Regions from separate parts of the Oryctolagus cuniculus genome. Here region 1 is linked to region 2. The links are chromatin contacts, called in public Hi-C maps. All regions are on one chromosome and are shown on one strand. The core of a region is the stretch at or near the end of the contact, and the rest is flanking DNA. Distances in the headings are between cores, read along the strand shown. Region 1 overlaps CMSS1 (cms1 ribosomal small subunit homolog). Region 2 overlaps CMSS1 (cms1 ribosomal small subunit homolog).

The links. A called contact is a pair of places that touch in the nucleus more often than the background predicts.
Region 1: a Hi-C map of psoas muscle shows a contact between it and region 2, with 2.4 times the contacts expected there. The contact joins two enhancer-like sites. A contact is called at or near these places in 3 of 6 Hi-C or Micro-C datasets (embryonic fibroblasts, psoas muscle and skin fibroblasts).

The regions. Positions count from the first base shown.
Region 1 is chr4:54,527,000-54,534,175 of mOryCun1.1, reverse strand. The region is part of intron 1 of CMSS1 (cms1 ribosomal small subunit homolog); the gene reads right to left. The region is part of intron 1 of FILIP1L (filamin A interacting protein 1 like); the gene reads left to right. Among named protein-coding and RNA genes, the nearest start is that of FILIP1L, 74 kb to the left of the region's middle. Within about 2 kb of position 3,730, at least 2 of the 8 cell types and tissues checked have an H3K27ac peak or open chromatin away from gene starts, as enhancers often do.
Region 2 is chr4:54,344,716-54,351,683 of mOryCun1.1, reverse strand. All of the region lies in intron 1 of CMSS1 (cms1 ribosomal small subunit homolog), which reads right to left. The region is part of intron 4 of FILIP1L (filamin A interacting protein 1 like); the gene reads left to right. Among named protein-coding and RNA genes, the nearest start is that of CMSS1, 56 kb to the right of the region's middle. Within about 2 kb of position 2,588, at least 1 of the 8 cell types and tissues checked has an H3K27ac peak or open chromatin away from gene starts, as enhancers often do.

The DNA of each region.
Region 1 (7,176 bases), core at 2,481-4,980, 180 kb before region 2:
AAGAGCTAGCTACTGAGTGTGTGCTGTATGCATGCCTTTCAACCACTTTGCATAGTTTCATCATTACTTTAGGGTCGTGGGCCCTATAATAGAGTTATGCTCTCTTACTAGGCAATTGCACTCATATTTGTGGTTTTAAGTTATCTACAAGCAGTTACCCACTTTGTATCTCCAGCTTAGCATCTCTTCTGAGTTCCATATCTGTTTTTAAAATTATCTCCACTTGAAAGAATCACAAGGCTCTCAGGTCAAACATATCCAAAACTGAACTTGGAAACTTTCACTCAGGAAACAGCATTTCATGTCAGAAAACTGGAAGTCATCAGTGACACTCTCCTATTCCTCAATTCAAACAATCCAGACAGCCACCAGGACCTGTCAACTCTACCTCCTAAACCTCTCCTGGGGTCCATCCACTTCTCCATTGACTGCCACCTCCACCTCTCACCTTTTCAGTGATTTCCTTACTGTTCTTCTCTAATCCACTGTGTGATGAGATACAACCATCAAAGAGATTCAAACACAAGCATGGTCATTTTTAACCCATAAAAAAATCTCCCAATGGCTACTCACTGCTATTAAAAAAGGTCCAAATTTCTTGCCAGTGCTAACAAGGCCCTCCCTAACCTGGCCCAGCCCTCTTGTTCAGTGGGCTCCAGTCTAGCTTGTCTCCTCCCATTTCCTCTTTTATTCCAAGTTCCTTCCTGATTTGGGCCCTAGGAACAGGCTTTCCTTCATTCTGTGATGCTCTTTGTTATCAAACTCTTATCCATTCTTTGAGCCTCACCCTAACTATTATTACACAAAACATGCTTTCCTGTTCTTTGATTAAGATTCCCCCGTGACACTTCTTTATACTTATCAAGATCAAAATACTCAGTTCAATGTTTATTTTTCTTTCATTTCCCCAACTGAAGTAAAACTCCATGAGGGCAAAGATCTTCTTTGTCTTCTACTAACTGTATCTGCTGTGCCTTGCACAATGTTTGGCACATAAAAAATGCTCAATAAATATTTTTAAATGAATAAATGAGACAAGTAACTGGCTTCAGTCACAGGATTTGAATCCAAATCTCAATGAATCTTGTTCTATGAAAATCTTGTAATGCAGAAAAGGACTTTTTATAAACCCAACATTTGGCAATTTGATTCAGGGATGTAAAATTTCCAAGGTTCAAAGTCCTTACTGACTCAAATGGATGGATAGATAGATAGTTGAAAGGAATGGATTCCAGGGTGTACTGAGACGGAAGGAACCTATCTCCAACAGCAGATGTGGTGTAACAATCATCCACTGACCTGCAGGAGCAGTCCAAATAGAGAAAGGGGGTATGGATGGGAGAGAGGGATCTTAAAGACTGCCAAGCTGCTATAGCTTCAACAAAATAAGATTTAATAACAGAGAAAATGAAACTTTAATGTAGCTGAAAATAACAGATACAGACAGCTTTTGGAACATAATCTCTCAAAGGGGTAGAAAACTTAATGGATATGTTTTTCTGCAGGTATCTCCTCTCTTTTCCTTTCTTGTGTGTGTGGGTGGGGGGGGGGATTGGAGCAGATAAGGCAGAATAGGGTAAGAAGTGGACCACTGGAAATAGCATCTTTGAGCTACAAGGACTGGGGAGTAATTCTTTTTATTTTGAGACCTCCATTACTATAGTTCTTAAATCATTCTCTGCTGGGTGGTCTGTCATTGACCCTCAAATGGAGGTGAACAGAGATGAGCACACAAGAGTCTAACCAGCCCAGGTTGCATTAGGCCCTTATCTCCCATGTTCTGTTGGTACATCAGGTTTTTTTCTACAAAAGCGTAGGACTTCACATTTTTCCATGATGAGTGTGGAAAAGCAAATGTTACATTTGCCCTATTTGTCAAGAGGTCCAGGAACTTCAGCTGTGTTCCTCTTTTTCAATCCATTTTTTTTCCCTTGATCTGTCCCAGCTTTTCACAAGAAACACTCAATTATTAGGAACTTTAAAAAGTTTATTTTTCTTGTTGCTGTTCCATTGTGTGGATAAAATGTTAATTGCAACAGAGTTATCAGATACTTGGCAAAAGAAAAAAAAAGGCTGTTCACTACTCCCTTGTGTTTTCCATAAAAGGTAATAAAATTCTACAGTAAATTTCGTATCATCCAACATGTTTAGAATTGTTTTGGTTAATTATGTACTCTGGTTAATAGTATCTGAACCATATATGTGTCACCAATTTCCAGAGAATTTAAATAAAATACACTTAGTATTAAAATGACACAAAATCCTAATATTACCTTTGGTAAGTCAGAAGGCGCACAGAATCTTGTAGCACTCTGTGTCACAATTCTGAACATTTTATTGCATGGTAGGGCTTATAGGCTGGCTAATAAACATCAGACAACAGAGTTGAATCTGTTATTGGCTGGGCACAGAGCCAACTGTATTTGTTTCTGGCTGGTCTTACTAGAATACAAAAAAACAAAGATTCACATTGAGTTTGACATTCATGGTACTAAGTTCTGTGATCAGATAATTCTGTTTGCTTTTAAGAGAAACATTAGGAGCTTGTGGGCTTTTCCTAATTTCACTTGTTAATTTTTTTCCTTTAGTGTCAGAATTTCTGTCCTTCTCAGCTCCTTTAATATGTAACAATAACTACGTTTAAAGACAAAATTTCAGCATTTCTATTAATCTGACAATGTTCAGGGGCCTGTTGGAGACCAAAAATCTGACCTTACCTCAAAAGAACAAGAAAAGTAGACCCAGGTGACAGGAAGAGGAAGTGACACAGACCATATGACAGAGGATAGAGGGAGTGAGATGGCAAGGGCTCCTGTTCTCACTGCTCTGTGCCTTTCTAATTTATCTTTCGGCTGTCATTATTATTTTTTTTTTTCAAAGCAAATTGCAGTTGGGGTCAGCAAGTGATGTACTTTCATCTTGAAAGAAGAAAAAGTTGAGAGCTATCAAGGTAGAAACAAGTTACTCTTTCTCCTGAATTTTACAGTTAAAAAGATCCTCAGTAGATCTAAAACCATGGTATTTAAACATAAATATTTCCCTCCCACCCATAGCTGGGCTGTCTGCACTCATCCCCCTTCCAAAAACCAAATACATACAACTAATTCTATTTTCTTGGTAAGGCAATTGTTGATTAATGAATCATCTTTCCTGTAATTTTTATTTTTTCTGCAGCCTGACTTTGGCTAGGTTCCCTGGCATTCCTGTTGAGGTATGTAATGGAAAATTTGACCTCACACTCTTTGCTTTTTTGTAACATCACAAAACACTGATATAACAGGCTACAAAAAAGTAGTGTGGAGATGAAGGGATCCACAGAAAGAAAAAGCTGAGTGTGGAAAGAACAAAGATACACTAAATCATCTGGAAAGTAAATATTTAGCTTCATAGACACGGAGTTACATTTATCTTCAAGAACAGCTCATTTGTTACAGCTTAGGATGTCACAGTGTTTCCATCATAATTCCGCTTTTCTAAAGAGACTGTAAACCAGCCATAAAAAGCCATTCTCAAAATTAACTTGGAACACAGGCAGACCATTTTGTAGATCCCATAAGTTGTTTCAAAATGGTGACTTAGGGTGGGGTAAGCAGAAGAAAGGTGTCAGGAAGTGATTTCTTGCAGTTAGCTATACCTGAGTTGAAATAAAACTTTGGCAATCACCCTCCTGTGATCACATCCAACTGTCTAAGGAAAATGTAACAGGTCAGACAGAGTCAACTTGCTAACTGTGAAGCTTGGGGTTTGGCAGTACAGACCTGCTTTAGAAGGTCTTTCAACAAAATTCATAGAGGAATGAATGAATTGGTTATGAAAACTGTATTTTCTCTTTTAAAAATAAAACCTTACTCCTTTCCCTAAATCAAAGGAATTATTTCTTCAAATGCATAATCCAGACTCAAGGGGACATGTACCCAGCTATTGATTTAAAAGTTTCTCTATCTATAGCCTAATGCTACAACTGGAAAAAATACCCACTTGGTTGTAATGCAGGCTGAGTCCCACACAACCGCCATCACCATCCTCTCAAAATGTCACAGCTCCTGGTATAGGACATCTTGTGCAGCCTGTACCACCCAAATGAAAAGTTTCATGATAATAACATTACGTATGTATTATCAACCCAGATAGTACCTGTGGCTGTCAGAATGCCTACACAAGGGAGTGTTCCATTTCATCTAAATGTGTGAAAAAAGGAAGAGGGTGGAGGGAGAGAACAGATTCAGAGAAGTCTGTACAAATCACTAATTAGTTAGGCTGCTAGAAAAACATGCAGATGTTTGCTGATGCTACCTAAACTGTCCCATCTGTATGCTCTTCCATATTGAAAACAGAGGGCTGTTAATTGGGACTAAAACATAATTTTCAGGAGAGCTTTAACATACTGTTTATGGGATAGGTAATTAGTCTTTTTTTTTTTTTTAAGATTTACTTATTTATTTGAAAGTCAGAGTTACACAGAGAGAGGAGAGGCAGAGAGAGAGAGGTCTTCCATCCAATGGTTCACTCCCCAACTGGCCACAACAGCTGGAGCTGCACTGACCTGAAGCCAGGAGCTTCTTCTGGGTCTCCCATGTGGGTGCAGGGGCCCAAGGACTTGGGCCACCTTCTACTGCTTTCCTAGGCCATAGCAGAGAGCTGGATCAGAAGTGGAGAAGCTAGGTCTCAAACCGGTGTCCATATGGGATGTCGGCACTTCAGGCCAGGGTGTTAACCCGCTGTGGCACAGCGCCAGCCCTGGGTAATTAGTCTTTATTTGAATAATCAATAATTTCTGTTTTTAAAAGGATGGCGTTAAATGGAGAAGCATGAAATATGAAAATAAGCCAAATGAGAAGAATTTGTCTTTAAGTGGTAACAGATAGTTACCTGTCCCAGAGCCTGTCTTAGGTTCCTACTTCTCTTGACTTTTGTAGGTGCAGGAAGAAAAAGGAGTATTCAGATAGCTTGGAGTGAGTCTATTTAGCTAACTATAAAATGCAGGTGGGTTGATACAGTTGTTAATTATAAAGCCATCAGAAGAAAAAATTACCACATACCATTTAATATCCTACTTAGGGGAAGGACTGAAATCCTGGCTGAGCAGAGATTTGGTGATACATTCAAATATCAAGTTCAGGGAGGATGCTCTTCTAGATTCTGTTGGACTCCTAAAAATTTCCTAGGCCTTATTTGGTTTCTGGCCTTCCTGACATACATCTGGCATCCTACATTTTATAGCAAGAAGAAATCTTACACTGCCTAATTGGAGATAAGTTTTACTCTTCTTTCAAGGGGTACAAACCAAGTTGGTATTTTGGTAGAGGTCCACTAAGAGCTTTATGTTTTGTCGCTCTTTAATGTTCCTGCAGCAGGTGAATTTAATAATAATTTATAAGTTATACATCTGTGACTAAAACCACTGAAAAAGTAATTGACCATTTTTTTTCCTTAAAAGAGAAGGAGGGAAAAAGGGAGGAGGGGGAGTGTTTGTGGGGGAGGGGGGAGAGAGGGAGAGAGGAGAGAGGGAAAGAGGGAGAGAGGGAGAGAGGGAGAGAGGGAGAGAGGGAGAGAGAGAGAGATGGATTTTCCTCATCTGTTGGTTCACTCCCCCAAATGCCTGCAACAGCTGGGGCTGGGGAAGAAGAAAACTAGAAGTTTGGAACTTCATCCAGGTCTCTCCACATGGGTGGCAGCGGCTCAAATACTTAAGCCATTGCCTACTGCCTCTCAGGGTACACATTAGTAGGAAACTGGAATTGGAAGTGGAGCTAATATCTGAACCCAGGCACTTGGTATTTATGGGCTATGGATATTCCAAGTGGCCTTAACCTATGCATCAAATGCCTGCCCTTGACCAGTTTTTTGAAGGTTAAATCAACAAGCAAACCAAACTGCGACAGATAAAATGCATAATGGTTTTCATCATTACACTGAAAGTCTTGGGAATGTGTCCATGTTTGATGAACTGTCACTGTAGATATTCCTTTCTTCAGCAGTAAGAAAAGTATAGTTTTCTATAAATATTAAGTTTAGGAGTTTTCCAACATCTATTAAGCCTAAAATTAATGAATCTATCTCTTAAGACCAAATTCTCATTTTCCTAGGTAAATAGTTTTACATTTATCTTTCCTGAGATACTTTATATATATTCAGGCACATATATGTATGTTTATTCTTTCTGTTTTTTTATATGCAAATGTTAGCACACAATGTACAAAATATATTATATACTATGCTTCTTTTGGGCTAAACAAAAGCTTTGGGTGACCTTTCAACTAATAAAAGGCTTTCTAAACTTTGTTGATAGAAACACAATATTCAATAAATAGGGTATATTCTATTTACTTAACCAGGTCTACAAAATCACACTTAGGTTATTTCAGTCTTCTGCTACTACAAATAATGTCTGTTAATTTTTGAACTAAACCAAATAGTTAGAAACTGCATCTGACTGACTAGTTTTGCCTGTTCCTTCTTTCTACTCCAATTCTCTATGAGCACCAAAATGGTGTAAAAAGAAGAGATAACGTGCGAATTTAGCTAATCATCTTTTGGATGAATGAATGTCTTATTCTTCTTTGTCGATATTGAATCCATATATATATATATATATATATATATATATATATTTGGTAAGGATACCAACATCCTCTTTTCTAAGTATTTATTTATTTTAAAGAATCACACACACACACACACACACACACACACAGAGAGAGAGAGAGAGAGAGAGAGAGAGAGAGAGAAATCTTCCATCTGCTGGTTCACTCCCCAAATGGCTGCAATGGCTGGAGCTGAGCCAATTGGAAGCCGGGAGTCAGAAGCTTCTTCCGGGTCTCCCACGAGGGTGCAGAGGTGCAAGAATTTGGGCCATTCTCCACTGCTTTCCCAGGCGCATTAGCAGGGAGCTGGATCAGAAGTGGAGCAGCCGGGACTTGAACTGGTACCCACATGGGATGCCAGCACTGCAGGCAGGGGCTTTAACCCACTGCACCACAGCGCTGGCCCCTCCCTCCCTCTCTCCCCCTCCCTCTCCCTCTCTCTCTCTATATATATATTGAGCCTATATATCTATATCTATCTATCTATCTATCTATCTATCTATCTATCTATATATTGAGCCTATCCAATACAATATCCTTGTATTTTATGAGAGGAGATAAGTGATAAAAGAGAAAACCCAATGGATTCAGA
Region 2 (6,968 bases), core at 1,339-3,838:
CATCTGATAATAAGTGAATTTTAAAAATAAAAATGGAAAAGGAAGAATAAAAATTCCAATAATACTTTTAAGTTTATGTGCTGTTCATATCATGTGCTTCAGGGCAGAGTGAATATTTTACAAAGTGAATAAAAAATACAGATCCTCTTATTTAAAGGAAAAGGGGGCAGCAAGAAGAGAACTTTTATAAAAGACTGGATATTGTGGAGTAATAATCAGAGGATGGAAAGCAGTGAGTTTCAACCTACTTCAGAAACTGAAATGCCCTGTTATTCACATAGCACCCAAATACATCCTTACCTCTTTTTTGGGGCATATCATTAATTTTAAATTATTTTGAGAGTTTACTTAATTTGTACTTGACTGTAAATTTAGCTTCAATTTAAACTGATTGTTTTATTTCTGTAAATTATGCTTATATAAGGATTTATGGATTTAAACATGAAGAGACACTGCATATGTAGCCAGCATCTTAAACTTTCAAAACAGTATATCAATGACTGCTGCTGCCAATCCTGTAGCCTGAGCCTGAGCCTCCTACTCAATTGCTTATGCTTCATGTGTGCTGCAAGGACTTTTAGAAACTCCTCTGGTCATTTTCTACTTTTAAGTGAAATGGAACATCCGTGTCTTGAATCCCTAATTCTTTGTGGATCATCAACACTGTTATAAGCCCATCCATAGCCTTCTTCTTCTTCTTATTATTATTATTTAAGAAAAACAGAGATGAGATCCTCTCTTCTTGACCTCTATCTGCCCTAACATTGCCTCTGGCTGGGAAAGCTGGGCAAACAAAGATGGGAAGGTTGGCCAAGGAAAGTCCCTTGGTTCTTTTTCAGATATGAGAGAAACACTCCCTCTTCAAGCTTGTTCTCTCAGATGCTCTAGCAGATTAAGCTAGGACAGCAGCAGTTTGAATTCTGAGCTGAAGAACAGGGAAGTTCACCTTGGCAGGGTACTTTCTCCAAACTGACCAATCTTACACTCCTATTCTCTACTGGCTCCCAAATCTATTAATTTTTAAAGATACAATTATTATTTTTCAACAAGAAATTTGAGGAATGGTGTGTTTGTTGAGGGTAGTAGTAAGGGCTGGCAAAGAACAGACAGGTAAGTGTATCACTGGAATAGATTGGGGTATAAATAGACATATAAAACCTTGTTTCTGTTTATGATAACTACTGATTTTAGTCTAAAGGACAATTATAATCAGAAAAAAAAACCACATATTACACCAGAATAGCACATATTCGACTTTACAGATATGAGTTTGAGACATACCTTGGTAAGTTTTACTATAATGGAATGTCCCGGGCCCCAGAGAGTACGTGTGTACAAACAAGGATATGGAATTAAAAGACAAGTCTATTCTCATATGAAAAATTCCAAAATCAGTGCATATATGAGTCTTCCAAAAGTTCATGGAAAATGTGTATTATGAAAAAACAATGCATGGATTAAAAATTTTTGTTTGCAAAGACTGTTAACTCCAGTTTTTTCAAGAACTTTTTCAAGTGTACACACATACACACATATGCACACACACACACACGACATGGAATTTCCACAGAACTTCAAAGCTGAAAGAGGCTGTGGAAGTCATCTGATCCCAATGCCTCACTTTACAGAAGAACTAATTAGTGTTTATGCTATAACTTTCACTGAAAACACAAGGCAAGAGACACTGAAAGCTACTCAGAGGGGAGTCCGGGACCCCTGCATCCTTGGGCTGCATCACTCTATTGGTTTTCCCTTTAATTAATAATAGGAAGAAAGGGGAATTGTAGCTCCCAAAGCAGCCCATTAAAAAAAAAAAAAAGTAGAAAGGTTCAAAGTTCTTGTTAGTATAAGCAGGGAGAGGGAAGAGGAAAGGGGCAGGTGAAAATCAATACAGTTCAATCAGGCTGCAACTATGAAAAAGGAACTAATGGGAGGACAAGAAAAACATAAATGTACTTAAAAGTCCGATGCATGGCAAGCCCACTATCTCCTTGAAAGGTAAGAGGTGCCCTAGAAAAAGTTTGTGCTCTGTGACCAAAGCTGTTTAGGTCTGAATTACTGACTTGAAAAACTGCACTCCCTAGACCTTCCCAACTGTTAGGCTTCCTTTCAAAACTCAAAGTGACTCAATGCCTTCAAAACAACCTCCCTGAAAAAATGCAGAAGTCACCTTGCTGTCAGATTGTAAACCCTTGGTGATACCTTGTTTTGCTTTCCTTCACACCACTGATTGCAAGGACATGACATTAAATTACACATTAACTACTTGCTTTTTGTCTGTCTCCTGGATTATAAACTCTTTCAGGATCCATTTTGCACCAGCTTTATCCCCAACACTTAGGAAAGTACCCAATTAGTAGGTGTGTCACTGGGACAATAAGGGTGTTGGATAAATCTGGAAAAAAAATCAGTTATAACCTAGAAGCTTCTTATTTGGTAAGAAAAGTGTTTCTGGATACAGTGGGCTAGGGAAGGTCCCTCCTTCTGCACTTTGTTCAGGGTCAGGAACTCAAATCTTGGCCACTACTGAAATAACCACATAGAACTGATTTACAAGCACAAAACAAAATTAGGCTCAGATTAAGGCCAGACAGTGAAATCTGCTTTGTCCTGTACAGCAAGTATCATGTAGGCAAACTAAGTCAGATGTTTCTCTGCTGTCTGCTTCATCCACTCACTCTAACTCCCTCTTCAAAATAATGAGATTGAAGGTGGTGAAAGAGTACCAGGTGAATCGCTCTGGGGCACGGAATGGACTCCAAGCAAAATATGGAAGAGTACAGTGTTTCGTCCTTAATGAAGGGTAGATTCCTATAAATTTCTCTAATCTCTATGACTTACGTGATGGCCTGGAAGGTACCTGAAGTTCAAGGAGCTTCCCTTTGCAATTAATAAATACCAGCAGATTGCCTTTTCTCAAGCGTACACTTTAACTTCAGAGTTTCTGTGGGTAGTCAATGCATTTGCCAGATTTTTCAGAAAAGTGAAATTTTCGTAATTTCAAGGTTAGAGAGCTCCAGTGCCAACCTGTGAAGCCAGCCTTGGGCTTGTAATTGTGTTCAACAGCAGTAAACATTTACTGGTGTCTATCAGGCACTGAGCTAGGCACAAGAGAGGGCAAAAGGTCCAGTGACTAAGTCCACCACACATGGCACCATGTCACTAACCCAGCTGTATCTACTAGCAATGACCAGCAGCGTTGCACTAAGGAGGACTAAGATCACCAGCAGCTGTTACAAAATGGTTTCAATCATAGTATCACCCCTGCTCTTTTTAATGGAATGATAAAGCAAAGCAGATAAGAGGTCAGCTGCACCTAAAGATGAAGATAAACCCTGTGGGAATGTTTTTAAAAAGCTAAAATGCTACAGTCAACTGCCAGAATCCCTTACTATTGAACTAAATTGATGTGGATAAATAGTGTTGTCTCAATGGTCAGACTACAGAGTAAATATGGGTCAATAAATCTGAGTTCTACACTTCTTGGCTCATCCATCCGTTCATTATGTGAGCCTCCTGCACTCTAGGTTTCCACAAACTTGAAAAAAGGGAACAGTGGGGCAGGCTTTGTGGTACAGAGGGTTAAGCTCCTGCTTGGGATGCCCACATCATATATGGTTCAAGTCCTGGCTACTCTGCTTCTGATCCAGTTCCCTGCTGAAGGAGGGGAAACAGCAGATGATGGCTCAAGTACCAGTATCCCTTGCCACCCTTGTGGGAGTCCTGGATGGAGTTCCTGGCTCCTGGCTTCAGACTAGCCCAGCTCTTGTCTATTGAGGGCATGTGGAGAATTCACTAGTAGATGGAAGATTTCTCTGTCCCCGTTTATCTGGCTTCCAAATACATACATAAATCTTAAAAAAAAAAAAAAAAAAGTGGTGGTGGGGGGAAACAGTGTCACCTTTCCTAAGTAACTCTCCATACTAGGTAAGGATTTAACAGTAGGCAATAACCCCTAAGGGGAACTCTGATCATACAGAGCAAACTATTAAAAAATGTTTTTTAACAAAAACAAGCTACTGATTGTACTATTACAGAGACAAGTCAGCTAAAGAAAATGGAGGTAATATGAAGAAAAGAATCCACATGTAAGACCAGGAAAGATTAACATAACTGCAGTACTTGAGCCTGTGAGAACTCTAAATCATTGTATTAGAGCAGCTTCAAAGTGAGGTCAGCCCTCCAAGATAGGCCATTCTGACAGAAGCAAATCTGTCAAATTTATTGTGTCTCATGGCCTACCAGTCCTGGGCACAAAAGTTTAAAGGTGAAAGTTTTCTCTCTCTCTTTTTGTTAAATGAACCAAAATAAAAACAAATATTTGAGCAGAGATCATAAGAGGAATGTAAAACATTTATCACATTTTGGGTTGACAAGACTTAAGTGGTTTTGTTAACTTTAAAGAAAAGGAGTGCATGGGAGGCTGTGGAAGTGCCTTAGTCTTAGCTTGTTTGTTAACCGGGGATGGCAGAAGAGATAAATCACTCTGTAGAGTTTGGTGAAAATGAATCTATGCTGCTAAAGGAAAAATTATATACTTTTTATCAAAATAAACACTCATTATTAAAAGAAATACATTGTGTCTGATGTTGCACATTATCCTTGAGGCATTCATAACTGACTATATGTAGACCTGCCAAATAATGGAAAGAACAACTTGGGTCAAATGATTTGGGGTTCCACTCATCTCCCCCAGAACTATGTCCCATAAGATTCTTCTTAAAGTCCCGTAAAATTCATTAGACTAAGCAAAGCTGTAAACAATCACAGGCAGTTAAGGCTCTCTTGCTAATTTCCCCCATCTGGATTTCATGTAAATTTGTCTCACTCACTGCATAGTTCTCCCTTCTCAGAAGTGACAAGACTAAAACTCTACTGATCTTCTTCTGATGTAATAACAAGAGTGAGTCAGCTCTGAGAAAGGGTGACAGTCTCCAAAGAAGTGATTCTTCTTACCTCTCGTCTGGTCATCATTTCTATCTGGAGTTCAAACCCTTGTAGGGGATTAAAAGGCTATCTTTCCTTGAAAAAGCTTAGTTGGTTTAAGAGCAAGATAAATACACCAAAACAAGTTATAAAATAGCACAAAACAATATAGAACCTCTGTGTCATAAAACTGTAAGGACTTGGGAACTCAGCAAAGGGAAAATCAGTCAGGGTTAGACAAGTTATAGAACATTCAAGAAAAGGATGGGAATTGGAATATAAGTGGGGGCTGCAGGAGCTACTCAACAGGGCACTCTAAAAAGGATGGCAGATTTATTTCTTGGAAACCTACTATGAAAAAAGAGTCTGAGGTAAAAAGAGAAAATAGACTTGAACCAGGATCAAGAACACCCCCACTCTGTTAAATCCATTATTTGGCCTTCAGAACTTCTTGGACTTTGGAAGGAAGAAAGGCATCTAATTGATTTCAGTTCTTAAAGGTTAAATGTGATAATAAAGCAGTTTGCAGGGTGCCAGGCCTCAAGCAGCTACTCTATGAAGAGTACCCATTGCTTGCTAGTTATGCCAGGCTCCCCAAAATGATGCCACTTTATCTGGTATTACAGTAGGATTGTGCCAGGCTGAGGTGTACCAGGGGTTGCTCCAATGCCAACAAAGTGCTTGCAGGATGCAACCCTGAAGAGCTCATGTTCTTTAGCACCTGTCATAGTAGAATAAAGGACTAAGCTTGTTAGAGAGAAGACATGTCTCTAGTGACTATTGTCAGCCACTCTGAAAAAAGAGGTTATCCTTTATCCTGATTCCCCTGCTTGAAAGTCATCCATCTTCTGCAAAACTCACACACCCATTCCTAAAGATGCCATCATCACCTAAAGAAACATGTTACGGAGGGGCTGGGTTGTGGTGCAGCAGCATGGGTTCGAGACCCGGATGCTTCACTTCTAATCTAGCTCCCTGTTAATGCACCTGAGAAAGCAGTGGAAGATAGCCTCTGCACCCATATAGGAGACCCAGAAGAAGCTCCTGGATCCTGGCTCTGGTCTGGCCCAGTGCTGGCCATTGTAGCCATTGGGAATAAACTGGTGAATGGAAGGTCACTCCCTTTCTAGTCTGTCTCCAACTCTGCCTTTCAAATAATGAAAACAAATAAATCTTCATGAAAGAAAGACAGAAAGACGGAAGGGAGGAAGGGAGGAAGGGAGGAAAGGGAAAAAAAGAAAAAGAGAAAGAGAAAAAGAAAAAGAGACATGTTATGGAGTAAAGGACCTAGACAGCAGGTGAATACAAAATCCTTAAAAGCTCTACTTGGAATCTCCATGTTTTACCTTGAAAGTTCTATGCCTCAATGGCACACACATTAAAAGATAAATCTTAACAACTTGGGCTAAACAGTCTAGAACAGATTCTAGACATACACAAAAATAAGAATCCCCTCTTAGAAGGTAAAAATTTAAATACATCTCCTCTAGGTGTTAATTTCTCAGTTTAATTGTACTTTCAATTTAGCATAACATTTTAAGTGTTGGGACACTAAGATATACTTCTTTTACTTTTACCATGTACTTATATCCTTGAATGATGATGAACGTTTACCATATAAAGAGCCAAAAATAAATCTGAATCTCATGGAATGCCAATCAAGGTTTTCCATATAGTCACGAACCAATGTGATTTAAGAAGCCATAAAATCTCTTGACATATGAATTCGTGAACAGTGTCACACAGGAAAGAAGGGAGGAAAGGACTGTAAAGGTTGTCCATGGGAGAGGAACAGGGGAGTAGTTGAGGTACTGAGATTTGAGGATAATCGAAGGTTTTGTAAACCTTGGGGATGAAATGGTATTGCTAACCCCATGTAGCAGATGAGGTGACAGATATTTGAGGCAAGGTCAGATAATAAGTCATTAGCAGATTGTGGTCCAATATTTCCCACCTACTGGACACATGGCTTTCCTGAATGTGGTTTTTCAATTGTTTAAGAACTGCGGTTTTGCTTTTTGTGTTTAGCTGTGAATGAGTAA